Regions from separate parts of the Sus scrofa genome. Here all the other regions are linked to region 2. A link is a contact called in public Hi-C and HiChIP or PLAC-seq data. All regions are on one chromosome and are shown on one strand. Each heading gives the region's core, a stretch centred on a gene start, on an enhancer-like site or on the middle of the called end of the contact. The rest is flanking DNA. Distances are from core to core; before and after follow the strand shown. Region 1 holds the start of RAB31 (ras-related protein Rab-31). Region 2 holds the start of VAPA (vesicle-associated membrane protein-associated protein A). Region 3 holds the start of PPP4R1 (serine/threonine-protein phosphatase 4 regulatory subunit 1). Region 4 has its middle 15 kb from the start of PPP4R1.

The links. A called contact is a pair of places that touch in the nucleus more often than the background predicts. HiChIP or PLAC-seq counts read pairs in DNA pulled down with a chosen protein or histone mark.
Region 1: a Hi-C map of liver shows a contact between it and region 2, with 5 times the contacts expected there. The contact joins the promoter of RAB31 here to the promoter of VAPA in region 2. A contact is called at or near these places in 4 of 47 Hi-C or Micro-C datasets (embryonic fibroblasts, heart right ventricle, liver and 1 more) and 2 of 2 datasets of contacts at active chromatin or transcription factors (alveolar macrophages and skeletal muscle).
Region 3: a Hi-C map of fetal skeletal muscle shows a contact between it and region 2, with 2.4 times the contacts expected there. The contact joins the promoter of PPP4R1 here to the promoter of VAPA in region 2. A contact is called at or near these places in 4 of 5 promoter capture datasets (fetal liver, fetal skeletal muscle, liver and 1 more), 15 of 47 Hi-C or Micro-C datasets (alveolar macrophages, blood, embryonic fibroblasts and 9 more) and 2 of 2 datasets of contacts at active chromatin or transcription factors (alveolar macrophages and skeletal muscle).
Region 4: an H3K27ac HiChIP or PLAC-seq map of alveolar macrophages shows a contact between it and region 2. The contact joins the enhancer-like site here to the promoter of VAPA in region 2. A contact is called at or near these places in 2 of 5 promoter capture datasets (liver and skeletal muscle), 7 of 47 Hi-C or Micro-C datasets (embryonic fibroblasts, liver, mesenteric adipose tissue and 4 more) and 1 of 2 datasets of contacts at active chromatin or transcription factors (alveolar macrophages).

What each region holds. Positions count from the first base shown.
Region 1 is chr6:98,383,610-98,389,070 of Sscrofa11.1, forward strand. RAB31 (ras-related protein Rab-31) reads right to left here and starts at 2,248. Exons shown (of 7, transcript XM_021096057.1): 1 at 2,048-2,248. The coding sequence starts at 2,086.
Region 2 is chr6:98,251,902-98,257,742 of Sscrofa11.1, forward strand. It overlaps VAPA (vesicle-associated membrane protein-associated protein A), which reads right to left and starts at 2,371. Exons shown (of 7, transcript XM_021096053.1): 1 at 2,052-2,371. The coding sequence starts at 2,130.
Region 3 is chr6:98,460,947-98,467,269 of Sscrofa11.1, forward strand. PPP4R1 (serine/threonine-protein phosphatase 4 regulatory subunit 1) reads left to right here and starts at 1,887. Exons shown (of 20, transcript XM_021096060.1): 1 at 1,887-2,004; 2 at 2,096-2,140. The coding sequence starts at 1,998.
Region 4 is chr6:98,444,579-98,450,818 of Sscrofa11.1, forward strand. No RefSeq gene overlaps it. Among named protein-coding and RNA genes, the nearest start is that of PPP4R1, 15 kb to the right of the region's middle. Within about 2 kb of position 1,298, at least 1 of the 83 cell types and tissues checked has an H3K27ac peak or open chromatin away from gene starts, as enhancers often do. A contact at or near this core is called in alveolar macrophages, where this site is marked.

The sequences.
Region 1 (5,461 bases), core at 998-3,497, 130 kb after region 2:
CTCTGCTTTGGGACTGTTCATCCCTTCCAGGCTCAACCTCCTACCAGCTAAGCCACTGCAAAGGACCAGCAGACAAGGAGAGGCATTGTCTCCAGGAAATCACTAAATGCAACTGTTCCATTCTTAGAGATAAGAGAAGAAAAGTTAAAGGGATCTCCTCTAGCTTTCTCATCTCCCAAGCTTGCTGTCATCCTGGAATCACAGGATAGCAGGAAATGGCACCGTGTGTCTTAGAAGACCATCTGGTATTGTCCTCTAACTTAAAGGGAAGATGTTATTATGTCCATTTTACAGATGAGGCAACTGAGGTACTTGTCCGATACTGCACAGCCAGTGAATGGGGGAGAAGGAGAACCCAGGCTTTCTACCTGATCTGCTCCTTGTAGAAGGAAACACTCATCCTTGAAAAAAGGAAACAGTAGCAAAATTGAAAATAATTCATGGGATGGAGCAGGGCCTGTGCCACCAGTAGATGACTAAGGAGAGAGCATGGAGGAAAAAAGGAAAATCATTTCCAATTTCATTTATTCCCAAGGCCAATCCTGACCCACACAAACACACGTCAGAGTTGCCCCTTGGTTCCCTGGGACCAGACCTTCCTTCTGCATCTTTGACCAGCTTCCTTGAGGCTGAAATGACTCCTTGAAAGGAAAATATGGGATTCCTGGATTTATGTCTGGACTAGGTTAGAGAGCCTGGCAGACCTACTCCTGCAATGCTGCTAAAGGTCAACCGAGGAAGATGAGAACAGCATCCCAGTCAGATCCAGGTGGTGGGGCTGTGCAAGCAGGGGGTGCGGAATGCTGAGAGGCTTGTGCTGGGTCACAGGGAAGGAAGGGCCTTTGCTTGATCCCCTGGAATTCCAGGCAAACAGGACAGCCAGAGGACACCAGAGTTCTAGCAAAGGCCAGTGAGGGGAGACAGCCAAGAGCAGTGTCCTGCCCCAGGTTCCAGAAGAGCCTAGAGGGTATCCAGACAGCCCCAGGGCCTGGGACAATTCCATCCTAACCTAGAACCATTTCTTCTTTATCTGCTTCTGGACGTCTTCCTTGACAGACCAGTGAGCACCGCTTTGAGAAAAACAGAACGGGTCCAACCTTTGCTGCTTTTTTTGGAAATGGTTTACTTGAGAGACCAGATTTGCCAAGGGCTGAACACTAGGCATCAATGCCAAAAACTGCTGAAAACAGGGCTTAAAACCAGCTCCTTCCAAAGAAGTAATCCTGTAATTTGATGTGGGCACCCAAAAGGAAGTGCCCCTCAACACCATCTGAATCCCCCAAGGGGCTGCCCTGTGCCATCTGACAGCTCCTCATCCCTTGGGTGTTTGTTTCTGTCTTTGTTTCTGGCTTCCTCCACGTTTCTTCAGGCTCAGAGTGACCCACTTTGGGAGGGACGTGGGGTCAGAGGAGGACTTTCTCATCCTGCCTTTACCCTTAGCTCGAAAGTTTTCTAGGCGCGCGTTTTCTATGGTACGTTCTCTCTTCACCTTCCCGCCACCGGGTCATCCCCTCGCGTTTTCTCACCCTGAGCTGAGCTTTCAAAAAAAAAAAAAAAAAAAAAAAAAAGTAAATAAACCAATTGCCCACGGGACGCAAAAGGACTCGGCACCTTAGCTAACTTAAAGTTTCCGCAGGAAGGAAATTATTAAAGGCGAAGGAGAAAGCTCCCGGAGGCGGGGGCCGCGGCTCCAGTCCGGCGGAGGGGTCCCGGGCTCCCGGCCCAGCCCGAGATTGGCGAGGCCCGAGCGGCCCCCGGAGCGCGGGCCAGCGGCGGTGGACCGAATAGAGAAAGCTCCCGAGTAGGCTCGGACCCTAATCCAGCAGAGCCGGGACTGGGAGCGGGCCCCGGGAAAGAGGGGCGCGCGGACCAGGGGGTGCCTGCGACACTGGGGGCGCACGGACCAGGGAGCGCAGGGGAAGGTGGGGACAAAGGGGGAGCAGGAGACAAGGGGGAGCAGGGACCAGCAGGGCGCGGAGACGACGGGGCGCGGGGAGGAGGGGGACGCACGGACCAGGGTCCCCAGCGGCGGCGGCGTAGGACTCACCCCGAGGAGACACACTTTGAGCTCCCGGATGGCCATCATGAGCTCTGGGCCGGGCCGGGCAGGAGCTCAGCATCGTCCGGGGCCGCGCCGCGCCCCGCCAGCCGGCGTCCTCCGGTCCCCGCCTTCCCCCCTGCGCAGCCCGCGGGCGGATCCGCCGCTGCTATTTCTGGGCTGCCGGGCGCGCCGCGGTGGGTCACGTGGCCGCCGCCGGCTCCTCCCGGGGCTGCGAGGCTAACCTCGCCGGCTGGCTCCCAGGAACGCCCCCGACGGCGTCAGCCCCTAGGGCCGCCTCCGGGACGGGGCCTCCTCCCCTCAACCAGCCCGGCCTCGGAGCCCGCTCTGCAGAGCCTATGGGGCCGAAGGAGGACCCGTCAGTTCCCCTGGGGACTGGCCCCCACGACTGGCGGCGTCACCGGAGATGCTGTGCGCCGTGGTCATCTACAGGGAGCACTTGGAAGGCTGTGTGCACCCCCGTCATTAGATGGCACTTGACAGAAGTTGTGAGGATGGGAAGGAGGATCTGAGGGTCTGACCCTGCAGCCCATCCCCTAATACTATGAGGGTGGGCAGGCTTCAGTTCACCCCCATACAGCTCGTCACTCTCAGCCCAGAGCTCGGTCTCCTATATGTAATGGAAAATGGGTCTAGAAGCGATGGCCTTGTGTCTCCCTCCAAAACAGGCGTGTCGGCATCTGAAAAGGGAAACATTCTAGTGAGGAAGCTGCCTTGCCCAGGGCAGAAAATGCTACAACTTGTCTGGACAGACGCCTGGCCCTCAGAATACCAGCTAGAAATAGGTAGCTGGCGGCCAGCGTTCTGCATCCTTCCTTGACTGGGAAACAAAGAGGCTCAGGCTTGAGACTGTCAAGAGGCCTCTGGGAACTGCCCTCTCTTCTCCACAGTGGGGCAGGCACCTCATCCACCCAGGCCACCTCTTGTGTTGCTGCCATGGAAACGTCAGCTTTTTGGACATATGTACCTGAGTTATGCCTGGCATTTCAGTTTGGAAAGAACGTTGTTCTTTAAACTTCATCCCCTGACTGAACTCTCAGGGCTCTGTCCTAACGTGCCAATTTTGATCAAAGACATTTCTGTCCCCCCAGCAGACTACCCACCTTGGTTTTTCTGGCTTTATTCCTCCTGAAGCCATGCTGAAGCTCCCCGGCACCCAGGTAGCCCCACACAATGGGTACCTCCTAAAAGGCTGGGGTCAAAATGCCGGGCCCCCCTCCTCCTCAAAAAACAAACAAACAAACAAACAAAAAAACCTGGAAAATGGCCATTAATCTCCCAGGGCAGTGGGGGCTTCTCCTGGCTTGAGCGGGCTGCGGAGGATTACACAAATTTGGACTAAATTGTTCAAAACGTAGCTGGACGGACATGCATGCAGGTCCTGTGCAACATGGAGATGCTTGTATTGGTACCTGTCTTTTATTTAGTATCAACAGCAAGGCTGGTCTTCTGTGTGGGAAGGAGGAAAAGAGGCCTCTCCAGAATCTCCCAGCCTGGTCACAGGACCTCACTGTCCCCAGGTCTGCTAAGCAGGGTTACACCCACACAGCTGCAGAGATACGTGGTGGTAAAGCAGCCCTGGCAAGGCCTCCAGTAGCCTTCCTGAGCACCTTGCCGTCCTGGACGGAACAGCATAAGTTCAGAGAAGTGCTTCCCTTTGGCCTTTCTTCTCACTTCCCAAAAGTCAGTCAAACTAGTTCTCACTTCCCAAAAGTTGGCCAAGCCAGAGTGGGAGGATTTTCCATTAAAACTGAGGTAGGTTCCTGAGGGCAGGATCACCTCCAGACAAAAGGGAGCTGGCAGAATTTCGCATCTTTTCCCTACCCTCTTCACTACTCTTCCCTCTCCTCTCTTCTCCACTAGCCTCGGTGAATCCAATGCTCACTCTCTGGTATCTGGGCTCTCCCCAGACAGACGCTTATGCAGGCCTCCTCCCCACCTCCACCCCCCAAGAATCACTGGTCTGTTTATTCTCCCCACACCCACCCCATTAAAATCACCCCACTTAGGTCTCATTCTGCAGGCCCAGCACTTACAAAGCGCCAGCCCTGGTGTGTCAAGTGGACCACCTCTGTAGGTTTATACCCCCTCATCAGCCAGGTCACTCTTGGGGACTTAAAAGCCTGGTCTCCAAGGTGATGCACAAAGCTCTCCCAGGACGGAGGGACACTGGCTGCTCTGAGACGTATTTGGGGTGTGTCATGGCCTGGGTGGGTCTCAGCTTGTTACAGGTATAGTGTTCCCTAGGAATGCTGTTATTACACTTCAGGATTACTATACGAAGGACCCATCCAGTCTGACTCCTCTGGAATTTTCTGCAAATCTAAAGGGGTTCTGATTTAAGCAGGGATAAAAATCCAGTGTACATAACTAAGAATATATCAAATTTTAAAAAATGAAACAGGCAAGTTTTTCTTATGAGAACCTGTAAAGCAAAAGGTCATTGCTCGAATTCAGATTTCTGCTTTTCTGTTGCTTTTAAGTCCTCAGTGGCATCTACAAGATGAAAACGAACTCTACAGCATGCACTGTGATACCTCCCAAACCCACCTCTTCTCTGCCTGGCTGATGGACCCCATCACCCTGCAAGGAGCTGCTCAGATCCCACCTCTGCTAGGTCTCCCCTGAGCTTGCATGTCCTCTGCTCACAGCTCTCCTGGCACTGATTCAGCAAGCCACCAACCCTCCTGTCTCCAACAAGGGTCCTCCTCCCAGGTGTTGGAGGCAGAGTCTGGTTAAGAAGTAAAGGAAAGAAAGCTTTACTCTGATCAGAAAACAGAGATGTGTGCACTCGCTCCAGAGCACATGTTCTCTGCAGACCAGGGGATGGGGCTGCTCTGCAGGGATCCATCAGGCAGGCGCAGGTGGGGCTCTCCAGCACGCAGGCGTGACTGTTGCTCATGCTCCACATCACAGTGCTGGGCAGTGCTACTCTGCACACGGCCCACCCGCCATCTTGCACTGAGGTGTGGTGGGCGGGGTTTCTGCACACGGCCCTCAGTGCACTATCAGCCGCCATTTTTGCACCAGGACCCTGGTCTGAAGAGCAGGTGCGAGGTCTCTGCTCGCGGTGCCATGTGAACCAGCAGAAGTAGACTCAGGGCAGAGGAAACAAGGTTAAACTTTAATGACCCAGATTCTGTTTTTATTCCCAGGGAATTGTTAATTACTTGTTAATTGGCCATTAAATCCCTTTTACAATAGGCCACATTGTAATTGATATGCAAATATGTGTCTGTGTCTGTGAGAGGAGCTCATAGGTGAAGCAAGGACCATCTGGGTGTCCTCAGAATTTTAAAATGATGAAAAGGGTTCTTTTTCAAAAAAAGAGAAAAGAAAGAAAGTAGGAGTTCCCATTGTGGCACAGCAGAAACAAATCCACCTAGGAACCATGAGGTTGCA
Region 2 (5,841 bases), core at 1,121-3,620:
ATATTGTGGTATATAGAAAACGTATTAAGTTGGTATCAGCTTCTCCACAATTGGGCAAAGTGGTGATAATTCATATCAAGATAACTGAACATGAACTGCATGGAACAGAAAAATTCACCACCCAATCACAGAAGGATTAAATCACTCATTCTTGGAGAAATCACCTTAATCAAATGTAGTCAAAATAGTTCAAATAAACCTACCAGAAGGTGACATTCTGAAAAACTATCCTTTGACTTTTGCTTAAACTAAAAATTACAGGTGACTTAGGGCAAAATTAAAGGCTTTTTCTCTCTTAAAGAAGACACTGTAAGTTTTAAATGAGTCTCCTCACTTAATGTTGAACTGCTCATTAGAAAGTCAAAGCAAATTATTTACCTTTGACTAAGACAACTTTTAAGAAGCAATCAAATGACACCAAATGTCACTTCCTAATTCATCCTACCCCTCCTCTTTCCCAGGCCTCCCCATTACCCACCTTAAACTGCACACAGCAAACCACTAGGTATTTAAGTATAAGTCAACCTTCTCTCACATCCCTGGAAGAGCAAATCATTCCCTTCCCCAGCCCTCCCCCTCCTCTTCCCCATTTGAAAACAAGCTTCCTAAGCAAGGGCAGGGGAGGAGGAGGAAGGGACTTCTTTCCTCATGCTTGCTCTGCATCTATTACAGCATCTATACGCCTTCCTGTCTCCTTCTAAGATAAAACATAACACATTTTACTGTTGTTGACTGTGCGTTTTCCCCATCAAACTACAAACTATGGATCTTTTCTCCACCTTGCTTAGCTGATACCTCTGGAATAAATTACTCCTTGTTGAGTATCTTAAACATAGACATGTCACCAAGCTTTTAATAGTGTTTACTAAACAACGTGTCCCTATAAATTCCTCAATGAAAAACTTTTTTAAAAAGTCAATTGATGTCCAAACTTTAAAAGGCCTTGTGAATTACTTTCATCCATAACACAAGAACAACCTGTTCTATATCATAGCCAATAATTCTTCAATATCTTAACTAGGTTAAATATATTTTACGTCACTGTGTAGAGTCTACGATTGTTTTTTTAACTTACTTCTCTGTTACTAATAGTCTCTTACTATGAAAACATTACAACTGTGAAAGTGTCAAACTCTAGGAATATTTCCTGAACTAAAACTCATGTTAAAGGCGTCTAAGCTCCTAGCGGCAATACACACAGGTTATCCAGGAGAAGAAACTTCCTCTGTAAACTCCGCCTGCCAAAAAATCAAAGCAAAATACTTAAATTCTCGAAAGAACACATACCACACACTAAACTCCTCCATCCTAAGTTAACAGTTATTTGAGTTGGGTCATTTCATGATTCCCCAAAGGTGTGTTTTCTTTATCAGCGAAAACCATGTAAAATCAGGCTGCACACACAAACTTGCCACAATAAAATGTACTTTATTCCTCTCAAAATACTTCGTGGGGTTGTCTTAAGATCAATTCCTTACCTAACAAGCAGCTCCCTGACATTTCCATTCAAAGAAATTTGAAGACACTGAAGAGCTTGCAAAATAAGGCAGTTACACAACACGGCTGTCAAAACCCCAGAACGCAACACTTTAGAATTCCTGACTACCCCAAACGTCTCCCAAGGAAAACCACCTAATGGCTGTTCTCCAGGACGCAACCCTGCAGGGCAGTAAGGCTGCTCTTTCAAGCCCTGGAACGGCCACACCTGCATGATCCCTGCGCTAGTCCTCGGTGCGGGAACTCAAGTCCCAGATACACTGTCCCGCAGGCGGGGTTCGCTTCCCGGGGGAACCGCTCAGAGCCGCCCCCTCCAGCCCGCCCGCGCCCCGCCCCGCCCCGCCGCGCCCCGCCCCGCCCCGCCCGACCCAGCTCGGCCGGGCCCAGCGCCACCGCCGCACCGAGGCGCCCGCGGGCCGCAAGATGGCGGCGGCCTCGCCGGGCGGGGGGCGGGGGCGCGCGCACCCGCGCGGGAGGGGCCGTGGCGGCGGGGGAGGGGGAAGGGGCCCCGGGCGCGGCCGCCACCCTGCCCGCCCGCCTGCCCGCCAGCCCACCTTTGAATTTGAGGTCTGTGGGCGGGTCGAGGACCAGGATCTGCTCGTGCTTCGCCATGGCCCCGGAGGCGGACGCCATCGGAGAGACAGCGGAGAGCGGGGGCGCGCCCGCGGCGGCCGGTCGGTGGCTGCGGGCGGGGGGCGGCGGCGCGGCTCGGCCCGGGTCGACGCGGGGCCAGCGCTCGGCTCCCGAACCCGACGCCCACCGCTGTGTCGCCGGCTCGGAGGGCCGCCCGCCGGTCCGCAGCTCCGGGTCTCACAACTGACTCAACCCCACACCAGCCGCCGCGGCCGCGCGCACTGCGATCCTCGGCGCCCCACGTGACGCTCCTGCGTGCTTACGTGCGCGCCCCTGCGGCCGGGAACGTCTCGCGCAGGGCCTGCCCTCCACGCCGGCTTGGCGCGCCGCGGACTGCTGCGCTTGCGCGCCACTGGCCGGGCCAAGCTGGACGCCCGGCCCGGCTGTCAAGGGAGCGGGTGTGGACCTGGGCGGAGCTCGGCTCCAGGGCACCGATGCGGCGCGCACCGCAGGGCAGCAGAGCGCAATCCTCGGTCACGTTTAACTGCGATTACGACAGCGAGGAACCTGCTACTGCAGTGCATCACTACCTACCAAGTTGGAATGCCTAACAGCAGAAGGCGCAGCAAGGCTCGTTGACTACAACTCCCAGCACGCTCCGCGCGGGGCAAGTCTCCGCGCGGCCTGGTCCCCCTGCGGCGCTGTACAGTGCTTGCCGGGAATTGTAGTAGCTGCTGTGGGTGGCGGGAAGGAGAGGGGTCCTTTAAAGGCAAAGGGGATGGGGTGCGCTAAGACTCACTTTGGTTCTCGGAGAGCGTCTCCATCTGCGCTAAAAAAAGAGAAGTAAGAACTTTTGGAGCTCGACCCAAGGTTCACCTGGTTAGAAATATAAACTATGCCTTATGAAAAACATGTGGGGATCTATCATTTTGCTAATTCTCTTCATCCCTTCCTCGGTAGCCAGAATTCCCAGTCGTTTTCCAGTCCGAACTCTCCTGCCTCCTCAATTCTCTCCAGTGATGCGAAAGCCGAGGAAGAAACACACCTCCTTTAAAAAGCAGACGCGTCGTTGTGGATCTGACGAGGCACACGTATCAAACTGGAAATAAAAGTCAAAATCTGCAGCGTTCGTTGCTGTAGTTCTGTTCTTCAGTTTTGACTGGTAATGATAAGCCCAAACCAAAACAGTGGTCACGTTCACAGGTTGGAAACGAATTCTGTCTGCATCATTACGGAAGACTGGTAAACCGAACCAAAGGGGGAAAAAACCCACAGCCAAGTTGCTGACCCATCTTTAACCGATTGCCAGCGTAATCATGGGCAGGAACATGAAATGTGCCATAAGTAAATCGTTATGCTACTGCGAATTTAAATCCCTAGGAAGCACCACAGAACAAAGGACAAATTGATGCTGCCATGAAGGAGCAGCCCAGTCTGTCTAGAAAGCAAATGAGGCAAATGGGACGATGGCCTAGGCTAGGCACAGTGTTAATGTTTTCACTGCGGTCCAGGTATCAGCGCCCCTCTAGGAAGAGCTTTGCAGAACAGCTAACCTAGCATCACACTAGCCTCTGTTACAGGAGGGTAATGCATCTCCGAAACTTTGGAGGATAGAAGCACTGAAATATTCAAAAATCATGTGTAAATTTACATCTCCTTTGGTTACCTTTTATCCACAAAGTTACTTTGAAATTTCAATTATAAAGAATACAAAAATTACCCGTTTATCAAAGGAGGGCTTAAGGTTAAAAAAACAAACAACAAAAAGAGACATTGAAATTGACAGTAGCTCCACAAGATATTGTCCCTCATATGTTTAGTTTCGAGGTGTATCCAGATTGTTTTTTTTTCTTGCCTAAGAACTCTTATCTGTGGGAAAGTTAGCCTGGCTGGACTGGCTCCTCTACAGCCAGATGGACACTTCTCTTCCCAGCAAGCATTTGGGAAGCCCAGTTAGCAGGCCCAGCATGCTGCAGGTTTGACCAAGCTCTCCCTGTGGGACAATGGCTGTGATCATGATCAATTCAGGACGAAACCTAAATTGGATGTATTCCAGTTTGTACATCTCTGTCATTAAGAAACCTCTGGCTGCTGCAGTAATCACCTTTGGAGTGAACTTTTCTTTTTGCTGTATGGCTTAAAAAGTCATCTACGTAGAGTCTAAAGACTAAGGAATCTACATATAGGGTAGTCTAAGAATATACAAAACTACTTTGGAATAATTCCATTACTGTTTTAGAGCACAGCATTAATAATGACTCAGAGTCCTCCAGAATCTCCTACCCATCCTTAAATAGTGCCCTATTTTTTTTTTTAAGGCAACACCCTCGGCCTATGGAAGTTCCCAGGCGAGGGGTCAAATTGGAACTGCAGCTGTGGGTCTATATCACAGCCATGGCAACACCAGATCTGAGCTACATCTTTGAACTACACCATAGCTTATGGCAATGTCAGATCCTTAACCTGTTAACAGAGCCAGGGATTGAACCTGTGTCCTCATGAGCAATAGTCGGGTTCATTACCACTGAGCCACAAAGGGAATTCCCAAATTGTGACCTATATAAGTGATTTTTGCTTTAGTGTTTATTAATACCTTTCTTCTAACAGTTCAAAGAACATAACAAACATCCACAAGCTACTCAGAACAACCTTATAACATCAAGTGTTACTTTTGTTGTTAAATATGGAAATGAAAACAAAGGCGAAAGCATCCCATGTCACTTAACAGAGCTAGACTGGTGGGCAGGAGGAGCTGCCAATTTTCTGTACATTTTTGCTGTCCCCCAGCCCCAATAAAATGATGCCTGAAAGTGATTAAGACAACAGTTTTTAATGTAACTGACATCTGTTTTTGGAACAGAGAAACAAGGCCTGATGTTCACTGCTCTTTTTACATCGATTAATGCAGCTACATAAATATCCCTTAAGGTATCAGCAAAAAATATACACAAGTATATTTCTCTAACTCCCACGTTTTCGTAAGAGTTACAAAGTCCTTGAATATTACTTCAACCTGCTCGAATCATTAATAATGTTCCCCTTTGCACAGATTATCTCTTATGGATTTGGCAAGAACAATGAATTTTTTTTCAAAAAACCGCTAATTTCCAGTACAAGAGGTAACAAACTATAACCAACTTCTTCTCCATAGCTAAATGTGTTCATCTTTACTCTAGAGGTACTTTATAATTACAAATTTGTTTACACTCAACTCTCTGCTTCATTCAACTCAGTAAACATTTAAATGAGCATGCTTTCAACAAATATTGAGGAGGTAAATTGTATAGGGTACAGGCTTTGGATCTGAACTGCTCTATTCAAGTACCATTTTCTGCTGTGTGGTCATAGTAGCTTCCTTCACCGCTCTGTGCCTGTTCTGCATTTATAAATTGGGGAGAATAAGAAAACCTGTGTCCAAGGTTTGACGTGAGAATTAAATGACTTCTACACAGGACATACTTAGAATAGTGCCTGGTTCCAGCCCTATGACCTTATCAGTGTTAAATTATTGCTCTGCCTGGCATGTGGTAGGTGATACCGTGGCCTCTGCCCTTGTAGGCTTACATTTAAGCTGCAGGGAGGCGGGGGAAGCCAGGAGTGGACCGAGAAGGAGCTCAGTGGTGTAGAAATCTGCTGAGCTGTGCTATAAGGTGAAGAGTAGAAACGGTTCACCTGAGTAATGGGGTGAAGCAAAAAGGAAACACAGTCACTGCACACAGAGGGCTCTTTCTAAAGCAGATGGAGCTGGTAGAGAGTGATGACCGACCAAAA
Region 3 (6,323 bases), core at 637-3,136, 210 kb after region 2:
GCAGTGCTGGATCCTTAACCCACTGAGCAAGGCCAGGAATTGAACCCACAACCTCATGGTTGCTAGTCGGATTTGCTTCCGCTGCGCCATGACAGGAACACCTCAAATATCATTTTTTTTATGAGGAGGAAACAGTGCCTTTTAGAGAGTAAATACTGGTTTAAAAAACATTTCTTGTATCTCTGAGAAAGGACTAGAGGGTGAACAAAAATCAAATGTAAAAATCGTGCCTATGCCGAAAACTGTAAGGATGCCCCATTGAAATGTCTGAAAACCAAGCTGCCTCCAGGGACCAGCTGTAACATGTGGTGCAGGTAAGATGATAACTAGATGCACAGCTCCTGAACAATATGGACAAAATTACACACCTTCCTCCCTGCTGCCAATGCAGAGAAAGTGAGATAAAACACAGTGAGGCAAAAGCAGGGTTAGCCGTTCTGCATCCCTGGCTAACACTGGGTATGTAACCTCTACTTCAGCACAATCATTGAGAATTAGAAGTCTGCCTTTACTGGGTAGACCATCCAGATAGTTTCCTTATTTTTGTGTGTCCAGGAGCTGAAGCATAGTTGGCGACCTGGATCTTGTGTTGTTGCAAGGAGATCACCGCTTCGTGTAAAGAGCCAAATCCTGTGCCTGCCCCCCTCCACCCGGAATTGTTAAAGTGGTAGGTGTCATTGGGCAAAATGCTTACAGGCTGAGTCAATTGATAGCCTGTGAATTTCTAACTCCTTGTCATTTTGAGAATTAGTGTCACCTGAATTCAGGGAAGGGCCTTCTCTCAGGGAAGAAATGGGTCGTGACAGTTTGGCTCTTAGTTTTAATTACTCTGTATTTGAGAAAATAAGACACACAACTAGACTCGTAGGTGCTATTCCAGTTATTATTACTCCCAGAAACTTAACATATACTATGCAACATGCATTCCATCTTGTAGCATCTGCGAGGCAAGTTTTTGGAACAGCTAGTAGAATCCACTTTATTACACAGAATCATGAATTTCAGAGGGTCTTTAACGGCATTAAATGTAATAGTGCCCTTGGTTAAGGCCACAGTGCAGACCATTTGGAATTCTCTCTGCTCCCCAGGAGTCCAGACCCCCAACGTGGCATCACTTTAAACTGGCCTGTTCCGAAAACTGTAAGGATGCCTCATTGTTTTGTTCCCCACTCAGGAGCTGAGCCTTTCCGAGGCCTCGAGTGGAAGAGGTCGTACTCGTCATTTAACTCATGTAAAAACAAGGGAAAATAAAACCTGTGATACAGGTTTCACTCCAGCACCTCATATACCACCAAAATTGTTTCAACACTTTCAGGATAAAAGCTACAGCTAGAAAGAAGCCTTTCCTCCTGCACCGGCGGAGGTCAGGGACCCTACGCTCGGACCCAGCTGTCCCTCATTCATCCTAGTAACCCCAGGTCGGGGATCGCCCTTACTTCCGCCCCGCGCGCGCCCGCCGCCCAGGGGGCGGAACCGGCCTGAGCCCAGCCGCCCCGCCGCGCCTGGCCCTCGGCGGCTTTGTTCGCGCTTCCCGGCTCCGAAGTGCCCCGGTCTCGGCCGGAGCAGAGGCCGCGCGCGCAGCCGCCAGGGCGGGGTGTGTGTGTGTGTGTGTCTGTGTGTGTATAGAGTGGCGGCCGGGCTGAGCCCCGCCGACCGAACTGGCGGCGCCGTGACCCAACAAAGCGTGCGGCGCGAGGCCCCGCCCGCCCCGGTCGCCCGGCCCAGCACTCGGCGCGGGCCCCCGGCGGCGGCAACGACGCCCGACCGCACGCGGTACCGCGGCGGGCCGAGCCGAGAGCGCGCCGGCGGGGCGGCCGGGAGCGAGCCAGGCGGGAGGCGGGCCGGCGCGCGGGCAGGGGCGGCCGGGTCCGCCCGCCGCGCTCGGCCCGCCCCGCGCGCCCCCGCGGCACCGCCTCCCGCGCGCGTCCACCGGCCGCCGCGCGCGCCGCGCTGTAGCCCCGGTCCCCGGGCGACGGCGGAGGAGGGGGCGCCGCAAGATGGCGGGTACGGGCCCCGCGGCGGGGCGGCGGGCGGGGGGCGCGGGCCGGGGGCGGCGGGCGGCGGGCTGACGGCTTTCTTCTTTCCCTCGGCGCAGACCTGTCGCTGCTCCAGGAGGACCTGCAGGAGGACGCGGACGGATGTGAGTGCGCGCCGGCCTCGGGGCGGGGGGCTGGCGGGCGGTGGGGTCCAGAGGCCGATCCCGGCGCGGCGGCGGCTGTGGGGACGCCCGGCCCCCGGCCCTCGGTCCCCGGCCCGGCTCGGAGGGGGCGGCTCGGCGGCCGGGCGGGAGCACCGGCGGGCGGAAGCCGGGGCAGGCGGGCGCCCGGGAGCCTCCGCGGCCCCTCCCGGGCCAGAGGGCTGGGACCGTGGACAGGGTCTGGGCGCCTCCCGCGCGGAGCGGCACCGCACGCCGGAGACCCGCAGTCTCCCGGCGCCGGGGTCCGGGGGCCGGGAAGGTGGAAGGTGTGGCCTGGCGGGAGGGGCCGCTTTCCCCGCCGCGTTCCTAGGGTGCGCGGTTCGCACGGCGCCAGGCCTTCTTGAACACTCAGATGTCTGCTTTCTTGGAGATGCTCAAGTTTTCACAGTCGATTCTTTGGCTGAAAGGAAAACAAAACAAAGTTTGACATTTCCAGAGTAGCGTCAGAAAGGACTTGTTCATTTCGTGTGTGCTCTTCTGAGAACACAGAATAATTTGGAAATTGTCCTTGAGTTGCAGAGATAACCGCGGTAGAATTTGTGGTGTGTTCGGGCAGAGCTGAGATTTACTGTGGCTACTGTCGATGTAAGTAATACAGAGGTGGCTGCACTTTGAAATAGCTCTTTTAAATGCCGTGTAGTTAATCTTTTTTTGCATTGTGTAATGTGTCCCTTGCCACAAATAAGCTCAATTTTTAAAGACTGGGTGTTTTGAGTGAAGTGAGGGCGATTTACTCTTTAGAAGGATTCCTTAAAAAGAGTATTTTTTTTTAAGTGAGTGAACCATATGTAAACTTATTTTTGGCAAAATATAAGTTTACTTTTTTTTTTTTAAGTAACGAGCTCTTTTAAGGGAGCAGCGCTCAGGTAGTTAAAGACAACTTTTACATTTCCTGTGATGTTTTACCCTAGGACACTTGTCTCCCTCCTAGTGACCTTAAAATGTTAAGGTAGCTATTGGTTTTTTGCACAGTTAGGCTTGAAGACGTGGCTCTGATGAGGCAGGGGCGTCTCATGCTTATATTCAGGTTCAAGGTTTTGTAAATAGAAAACACATTCCTTCAGCAGGTGTTAAGGGCTGTCACTCATTTCTTACCACTTAGGTGCCATGCATTCGTCAAGGTTAAAAAGTGAGCTGTCCTGTTAGTTGTGCCCTTGACCCTTAGGGAACGCAACCTAGAAGAGAAGCCATACCTGTGAAGAACTCAACCATGATTTATTCATGACCCTCCAGAGTTCTGCTTGGTACTGAGGATCTACCAGTGGGCAGGATGGTCACAATCCATGCCCTCTAGTGGTTTACACGCAGTTTTAATACAAGTGTGATAATGAGGGTGTGGGGGCATGCTCGCACAGTAGTTGTTAGACGGCTCAGAGGCCAGACTGCTTTCCTCCAGTCTTCATGTCGCCCCTTTGGACAGACTCGGGCAACTCACTGAACTTCCCTGTGCCCTTATGTTGCCGTTTTTAGATTAGTGTAATTACTATTACCCACAGTCTAGGGTTGTTTAGAGCCTTGCACAAATAAATGCATATAAAACACTTAGAATAGTGGCTGGTAGATGGTGACTATTGCTTGTTTGTTGTCCCCCCCCCTTTTTTTTTTTCGCTTTTTAGGGCCATATCCTCCACATAAGGAAGTTCCCAGGCTAGGGGTCTAATCGGAGGTACAGCTGCTGGCCATAGCCACAGCCATGCCAGATCTGAGCCGTGTCTTCGACCTACACCACAACTCACGGCAACACTGGATCCTTAACCCACTGAGCGAGGCCAAGGATCGAACCCGCAATCTCATGGTTCCTAATTGGATTGTTTCTACTGCACCACAATGGGAACTCCGCAGTTAACTTCTTTAAGGTCCTATTAGTACCCAGTGGGGTGTTGTGTGTGGGTGTATTAATGCATTTGTAGCTGATTTACAGTGTTGTCCGGTGTGTTTTAACTCAGGATAAAGCGTGAGACATTTGAAGGAACAGATAATTTATTTGCATATTTGTAGTTGGTTAGAATCATTGCTTACTTTTCTAAGCTGCTACAGTTTTTACAGGTGATAACATTACCCAAGATGTTCAGGAGCAGGGGATCTTCGAATATATGGCCAATTGAAGGAGCAGTTGGCATCTGTCATGTTGGGATGGGTGAGGGGGACATTCGGTCCAGGCGAGGTGGGAAGGGAGGGAAATGGGAAGCTCGTCATATGTCACACCCAGAGCCAGAAGAGAAGCTGGGACATTGGGATGTTAGGGAGAGTGGGCTGGGCTGCCCTCACAACTGCACTGTGTTGGCCGAGCTGGTGGAGGCCAAGAAAGCTTGTTTCTGCTCAAGCTCCAGAATCTCGGTTGCCTTTTCTAAATGCAGAACTTGGACTAAGACTGAAAAGAGAGTAAATACCCTTGTGCAAGTGCTGAGCAGCTGGGGGCCAGGGAGGACTGGGTGGGCCTAGATCTGGAAAAGGGGGTTCTTGCCAGACCTTGATCAGGGTCTCAGGTCATTTGTCGGGTTTAAGCCCCTAAGTCTCTGTGCAGAGTGAGTAGAAACGTAGGTAGAAAAGGGTTGGTCAGAGATGAACTTGACAGATACTCTTGGAGAAAAAGGAACAAAACCCCAAAGTGTGAAAAGTGGTGCCTTATGTGTACTTCTCCACAGGTCGTAAAGGTAAGTGACCCAGTCGTAAGGCACTGTTCAAATCAAGCGCAGGAGAATAATGCACTGAAAAACTGTACACTCCTCTTGGTAGAAAGTGATCCTTCCAACACTGAAGAAACACACGGTGCACTTCTGAGTGAAAGCTGGCGGGTGACACACCATCTCAGCAGAGTGACTCCAGAGCTTGGGGAACCCTGCCCGCTCCTGGGACCATGGGAGGCCCGAAGTGTTACCGACAGGCTCTCATTTAGATTTCTGCTGTCAGTTTTTCAAGGACGCCATCTTGATGTACATCTGAGTTGCTAGATTTCTAGAATACATTGAGATGGGGCTTAAGTAAGATTTAACAAGGTAATGCTGATAAAAAGAATTGCATGGAAGGGGTTTGATTTAAAATTTAACTTTTTGAGGAGTCCCCATTGTGGCATGGCAGAAATGAATCCAACTAGTATCCAGGAGGACACAGGTTCGATCCCTGGCCTTGCTCAGTGGGTTAAGGATTTGGTGTTGCTGTGACCTGTGGTGTAGGCCAGCAGCTACAGCTCCAATTCGACCCTTAGCCTGGGAACTTTTATATGCCACGGGTGCGGCCCTAAAAAGAAAAAATAATAATTTGAAGATTATCTGAAAAGATAGATGCCGTAAACACTTCTTTGGTAGTTTTCGTAGGTTTACCATAGTTTTCAGGGTTTCCCCTAGTTTTCATACGTTTCCGTTGCTTTCATTTAGGGATTGTTCTTCCCAGGAGCCATGTCAGGTGGAGAAGCTGGACCTCCGATATTAACGTCAGCCTGACACACAGAGGGACTAAAATGGTCTCTTAGGCAACAGACTGCTAAGAACTAGCCAGAATTTTAAGCTAGGCCTCCTGATCCTAAGTGTTGTATTTTCTTACGTCGCCCAGTTCACAGTGTGGAGTGGCCCTGGCTGGTGCAGTGCTCTCTGTCCTGTGTGCCTGGCGGCCTGGTGCCCATTAATCCCACGTGCTGCCGAGCTGTGGTCTAAGCTGCGGGAGGGGATTCCAGTGGGGCTGGGGCGTGTGCAGCTGCTCTAGTGTGTGTTGACTTTGCTGTCAGCTGTGACCAGCATGCCCTGGAAGGGCCTTGGGAGCTGGTATAGAATGCACCACCACACAGGACTTTTCCTCTTAGTTTGGGACCCTTCTACACGATACTGAGTTTGAGGGCAGTGTTGAAGTAGTGAGTTAAGGATGGATCCAGAACTAATTGGATGTAACTGCCTAGACTGCTGTCCTTACAGAGAGCCTCTGGGCCCTCGGCTGCCTTCGAAAACCATGTTTGTAAGTTTCTCAGAGTCCTGCCATCCAGGGAAGTGAGACATGAAACACTGGGGCTGTGTCATCGGAAACCCTTGGAGTGTTGGTGCGTGGGGAGTTGGGAGGGCAAGTCATGGGACTTGTAGCGCCTCTCGATGGCCGCCAACAAGACTGGACACAAGAAATCTTTATTTAGCGATAATGT
Region 4 (6,240 bases), core at 48-2,547, 190 kb after region 2:
TCTATCCAGAGAAAACCATGAATTGAAAAAAATACACGTACTCCAATGTTCATTGCAGCACTATATACAATAGCCAAGACATGGAAGCAACCTAATGTCCATCGACAGAGGAGTGGATCAAGAAGACATGGTACATATACACAATGGAATATTACTCAGCCATTACAAATAAAGAAATAATGGCATTTGCAGCAACATGGATGGACCTAAAAATTATCATCCTAAGTGAAGTCAGTCACACAACGAGACACCACCATCAAATGCTATCACATATATGTAGAATGTGAAAAAAGGACACAATGAACTTTGCAGCACAGATACTGACTCACAGACTTTGAAAAACTAATGGTTTCCAAAGGAAACAGGTTGTGGGGTGGGGGAATACACTGAGTGTTTGGGATGGAATGCTATAAAATTTGATTGTGATGATTGTTGTACAACTATAAATGTAATAAAATTCATTGAGCAATTTAAAAAAAGATGAAAAAATATATGTTGTCAAAAAAAAAAGAATTCTGAAAATGATAATCCTTGAAAGGTTTGAGAAATATACCCCAATGCTGTCAGTTCAGGCATTTTGTGCCCTGAGATTACAGGGAGATATTTTGGGAAAGATAGTCCCACACCCTATGCAGTTGCCCACTAGAAAGCCCTAGGGCTGGCTCCACTGAGAATTCTTACTGGAAAGAATTAAATTATATCAATGTTTGGCATGTCATTCCATCCATATGAAAGATTCCATACAGAATATATTTGGACATGGCCTTCATATTTTACTTAACAATTGCTGCATCAGGAACCCTGGTCTCCAAATCTCTGTGCAAGAAGTAAAGTGTTTCAGATTAAACTGAAATGGAATTTCTTCTATGAATGTGGACCGCAGCCACGTTTTATCATAGAGTATATCCATGTGATATCCTGATCACACTTTACTGAGTACACTTTTGATATATGCTTCATCCTGCATCACAGACTCATTCATTGCTGTCTGCTGAGCACTCACCTGTGCCAGGAACCACCCTCATTACTAAGGCAACTGTGACCAAGGTTAAAGCAGTGAGAGGACAGAAGCACCCTTGTTTTCATGGGTCTTACATTCTCATCATGGAAGATAAGGAATTCACTATCTTTGTTTGAGGGTAAATTTTATTTTATTTTATTTTTATAGCTGCACCTGCAGCATATGGAAGTTCCTAGGGATCGAATTCAAGCCATAGCTGCGACCTATGCCACAGCTGCAGCAATGCTGGATCCTTAATCCAGTGCACCACAAGGGGACTTCCTGAAAATTTGTTTGTCTTTTTAGGGCCACACCCACAGCATATGGAAGTTCCCAAGCAAGGTCTAATCGGGGCTACAGCTGCCAGCCTACACCACAGCAACTCCAGATCAGAGCCGTGTCTGTGACCTACAGCACAGCTCATGGCAAAGCCAGATCCTTAACCCACTGAGCAAGGCCAGGGATTGAATGAGAAACCTCATGGTTCCTAGTCGGATTCATTTCCACTGCACCACGATGGGAACTCCTTTTTTTTTTTTTTTTTTTAAATAGATGTTTCATTTCATCTTTTAATACCTAGAATGTACTTCTAAAAAATAAGGATGTTTTCTTACATAACTATAGTAGCATAATCACACCCAACCTAATTAGTAGTAATTCCCTTTGATCAAGTAATACTCAGCCTATATTCAAATTTCCACAATTGCTCCAAATTGTCAACAGCTGGTTTATTCAAGCCAAACTCCAACTGAAGTTATGCCTTACATTTAGCTGTTCAAAAAAAAAATACAATTTTTCCTTTAATCTAGAACATACTCCTCTTCCTTGCTTCTAATCCTGACATTCACTTTGTTGACATGAATTGCTGCCCTATTTCATCTCCCACTTGCTAGAATTCTGTTTTCTCCAGAAGCTGTGTAACTGGCTCCTCTATTCCCTGCATTTCCAGGGATTCAAACTCGATTATATTCAGGTCAAACATCTTCTCGCTCTACTGGATCACCCTGATTTCTCTATTCCCTGCATTTCCAGAGATTCAAACTCGATTATATTCAGGTCAAACATCTTCTCGCTCTACTGGATCACCCTGATTTCTCTGCAGAAAAAGAAAAAGTTACTCATACCAATTATCGTTTCGCTTTGTCAGTGACTTTTTTTTTGTTTTTGGAAGTGAAGAAACACGTTACTCATGAAGACTTGGGCAGGCAGTGACAGGTCAGTGCCAACAAGGATTCCCATCAGAAGCTCTCTACCTCTTGCTGGATTACCTGAAAGCCACTTTATAAAATAAAGGAATGAGGCTCCTTACAAGAAGACAAAGAAGGTGCTTTTAGTCTGCAGCCAAAGGCAGACTTTCCCAGAGGCCTGCCCAGCTGCAGATTCCTAGTGATTGGCAGCAGCTTGGGAAAGAAGAGCCTGTGGCTGCTTCATGTACCTGGACTCCAGGTAGGGATTAAACCTTGGTCTGGCTTTATTAAAATTGTGTCCCGATCAGCTAAACAGACCACTATTTACAAAGGAGTTTACTGAAAAGAGATGATTTCCGCAATTTAAGAACTTCATATCTTTTTCCTTCAATGTACCTCTACAAATATTTTCTATGGAAATAAACTGTAAATTTACTTTTAAAGATGGAGTCAGTGTAAGATGGAAAATACTCATTCCATGTTTAATTCAAAATACATTTGTGTTTGTGTTTCAGCTATCAGGGAAAAGCCCACAGGAAGAATATGACTAGGTACCCTCTTAAAGGTAGTTGCAAATTCCTTTAGACAATAACTGCTGGAAAGCATTATTCTGAGGGGATTGGTTTGATTCAGTAAACAGCTGAGTGCCCACTAAGTGTACAGGAGTTTGTTAGGGGCTTTGTGGGGACTGCAGTGAGGGTGCAGATAACAGAATAATACCGACAGGAGATCCAGAGGCCTGGGGGAAGGCGGTTCCCAGCATGTGGTCCCTGACAGCACAGCAGGAAGCTGAGTGAGTGCCTTCCCTGTTTGACAGAAGAAAACATTTAAGTTCCTTTTGTGAACTGAGTGCCTGGCAGATTTGAGCCCTTAGTAATTACAGGTTTTTCTCAATCCACAAACAAGTAAATAAAGGTCACCCAGCTGACAGGTGGCAGAGATAGGGTTAGGGCCCTAGAGTTCTTTCAACCCCACCCTTCGTGTGTTTGAATTGATTACATGTGCAGATCAGATTGCCTGTGTTACTTAGATAGCTAATAGCCCAGCCCTGCTCCTTGATTTGTAGGCTCCAAGGAAAGGCTTTTAATCTGAGGTACGACTGACCGGCAGCCTTGGGGACCTTCCAGGGCATTTTCTCCTCCCTTGATTGAGAACACACCCTACAGTGGATTGATTCATTCAGATACCATGTGTCTCACACGAGAACCTTACCAGAAAGAGCAACAATTAAACAATTATCGATCATTAAAAAATAACTAGAGAAATAATTGTCCTTTAATTTTGTAGAAAGGAGATTTCTCTACTTCTCCACTTCTCGCTGTCAGGAAGAAGAGAGGATGACAAAGGCCATAGCCCAGATGTCACCTGGCCATTCCCAAAGATATAGATGCTCTATGGAAATGTAACTCTGTCTTTCAATTGCTATCTTTTTCATCTCTTTGGCATTCTTTTTTTAAGACTTTATTTTAGTGAGGTAGGTAATGTGTTAATTTCTGCTGAACAGCAAAGTGATTCATATTTATATATATGTTTTTTCATCACCTTTTCCGTCGTGGTGTATACTGGATATATTGGATATATATTGGATACCCAACATAGATCCCTGTGCTGTGCAGCAGGACCTTGTCATTTATACTCTGCATTCTTTTTTCTTTTTTTTTTTAGCTGTTTTAGCACCACATCCACGGCACATGGAAATTCCCAGGCTAGGGGTCAAATCAGAGCTACAGCAACAGCAACGCAGAATCCAAGCCACGTCTGCGACCTACACCACAGCTCACACACTGAGCAAGGCCAGGGATCGAACCTGCATCCTCATGAATCCTACTCGGGTTTGTTAACTGCTGAGCCAGGAGGGGAACTCCCTATCCTTTGCATTCTTAATGTAAAGCTGTAAACACTGCTGCTAGTTATGGGAGAGGCGCTTGGTCCCTCAGCCCAGATCCTATCCTTCAGCCTTTTCCAGCCTTGTCCCATCCAGGGGCTGCTGGGCTGGGTCTCAAAGGGCACGGGGCTGTTGGTTTATTGCTCTCCTTTCTTTCTATTCAAAGGTAGGTCAATGAAAATAATCAATAAACAATCCATAATGAGAATAGAAAAGAGTTGAATTAGAGCCAAACTGAGGACAAGCCCAGAAGTCTGCTTCCCAGATGACTCAAGAAACTGATGAGAAGGTTTTCAGCGGTTTTAATCTGCTCAGAACAAAGAACATTAACAAGTAAAGGGTACATCGCTTCAAGGTTTCACAAAAAGAAGAGTCCAGCACGTACACAGCAAGGCAGCTGGCCTTGCCCCTAGGAGGGGAGTCTTATCATCGAAGGAGGACAAATCTTGGCATCCAAGAAGTGAGGCAATTAATCTTTATTTTTAACATGGACGTTCTTTTTTTTTTTCTTTCTTTCTTTCTTTTTTTTTTTTTTTTTTTTTAGGCCCGCACTGGAGGCATGTGGAGGTTCCCAGGCTAGGGGCTAGGGGTTGAATCAGAGCTACAGCTGCCGGCCTACACCACAGCAACGCCAGATCCAAGCTGTGTCTGCAACCTACACCACAGCTCATGGCAACGCCGGATCCTTATCCCACTGAGCAAGGCCAGGGATCGAACCCAAAACCTCATAGTTCCTAGTCGGATTCATTTCTGCTGCGCCACAAAGGGAACTCCCAACATGGACATTCTTAAAAAAATTTTTTTTTTAATTTTTTTATTATAGTTGATTTACAATAACATAGACATTCTTTATTTCTGTTTAATGTGCCCTTTTCTCTAATAATTAAAGCAGACATGCAATGTATGTTTGACATGCCACACACAGGGTACTTTAGTTAGCATAAAATTCAAGTCAACTCATGTATCAGCCAGAATGACCCCTATGCTTCCACACATGAAGATTTCTTTTATCAGATGTCTCCTTGGGAAATAATTATAGTCTTACGACCTGATATTGTGAAAATCTCTCTCAAGGTGCCACCCTTCTATTTTTTTAAAACTTCCTGGCAGAGTAATATGTGTTGTATTTAAGAAGAGGAAGCCTGAAAATATGCAAACAAGCGCTGGCTTTGAATGCAAGCTTTGGAGATGTGGGCCATGCTTTCCCCACATGCTTTGAGTGGCTCATTGGTCCTAAAGTGTGGCCTCTAGACCAGCCACGTCAGCAGATGTCAGAAATGCACATTCTCAGGCCCCATCCCAGTCCCACTGAACAGGAAAGTCCAGGGGAGGGGGCAGAAATCCGTGTTTTGAGAAGCCCTCCAGGGGATTCTGTGGAAGCTACAGTGTGAGGCCCACTGATGGAAGGACCCCAAAAGGCGGTCCACAGGCTGCTAAGCTTCCTAACCTGAGAATTCCTGGTAAACTCATGCAGGTCAATTTCATAATTGGCTCATACATACTTGTTGAAATGCCTTATGTCCTTCAATAAACATCATCTCTTTAGTCAACAAAGCAATTTAGATAAACACACTCCAGAAATTGCCCGCATATCCTTGTGCTGGCCCTCGGGTCTGAGACAGACATGGCAGTGTAGCCAGCAGATGTGGGACTGGACACGGAAATTCAGCCCAGAGGCGAAATCTTTGCCCTTTCACCGTGTAGCCAGGCCTGTGGACAAACTCCAGGTGTGATGTTTCCATGGACTTCATAGCAGGCTGTGACCTCAAGTCAGTGGTCACAATGAACTGAAATCAGTTTATAAGGAATCTATTCATCTTGTTAAAGTAGGTTTCCCTAGAGGCAAATCTATAGACAGAGGAAGAACTAGGCCCTCAGTGAATTCCATTGTCTCTTTAAATCAGCTCAGGTGGAAATGCTTTTTTGTTTTGTTCTGTTTTTAGAACAAAGAATTTTTAAATTTTTATGGAAACGCAAAAGACCCCAAATAGCCAAAACAATTTTGAGGTAGAACAGACTGGAGTTATGCTCCCAGACTTCAGGCTATACTACAAAGGTACTATAATCAAAACTGTGGTATTTGCACAAAGATACACCAGGTGGAAATGTTTATGTAAAATAAAAGTGAAAAAAAATGCTAAAAAAATGTGTACAAATGGGTCCATGTA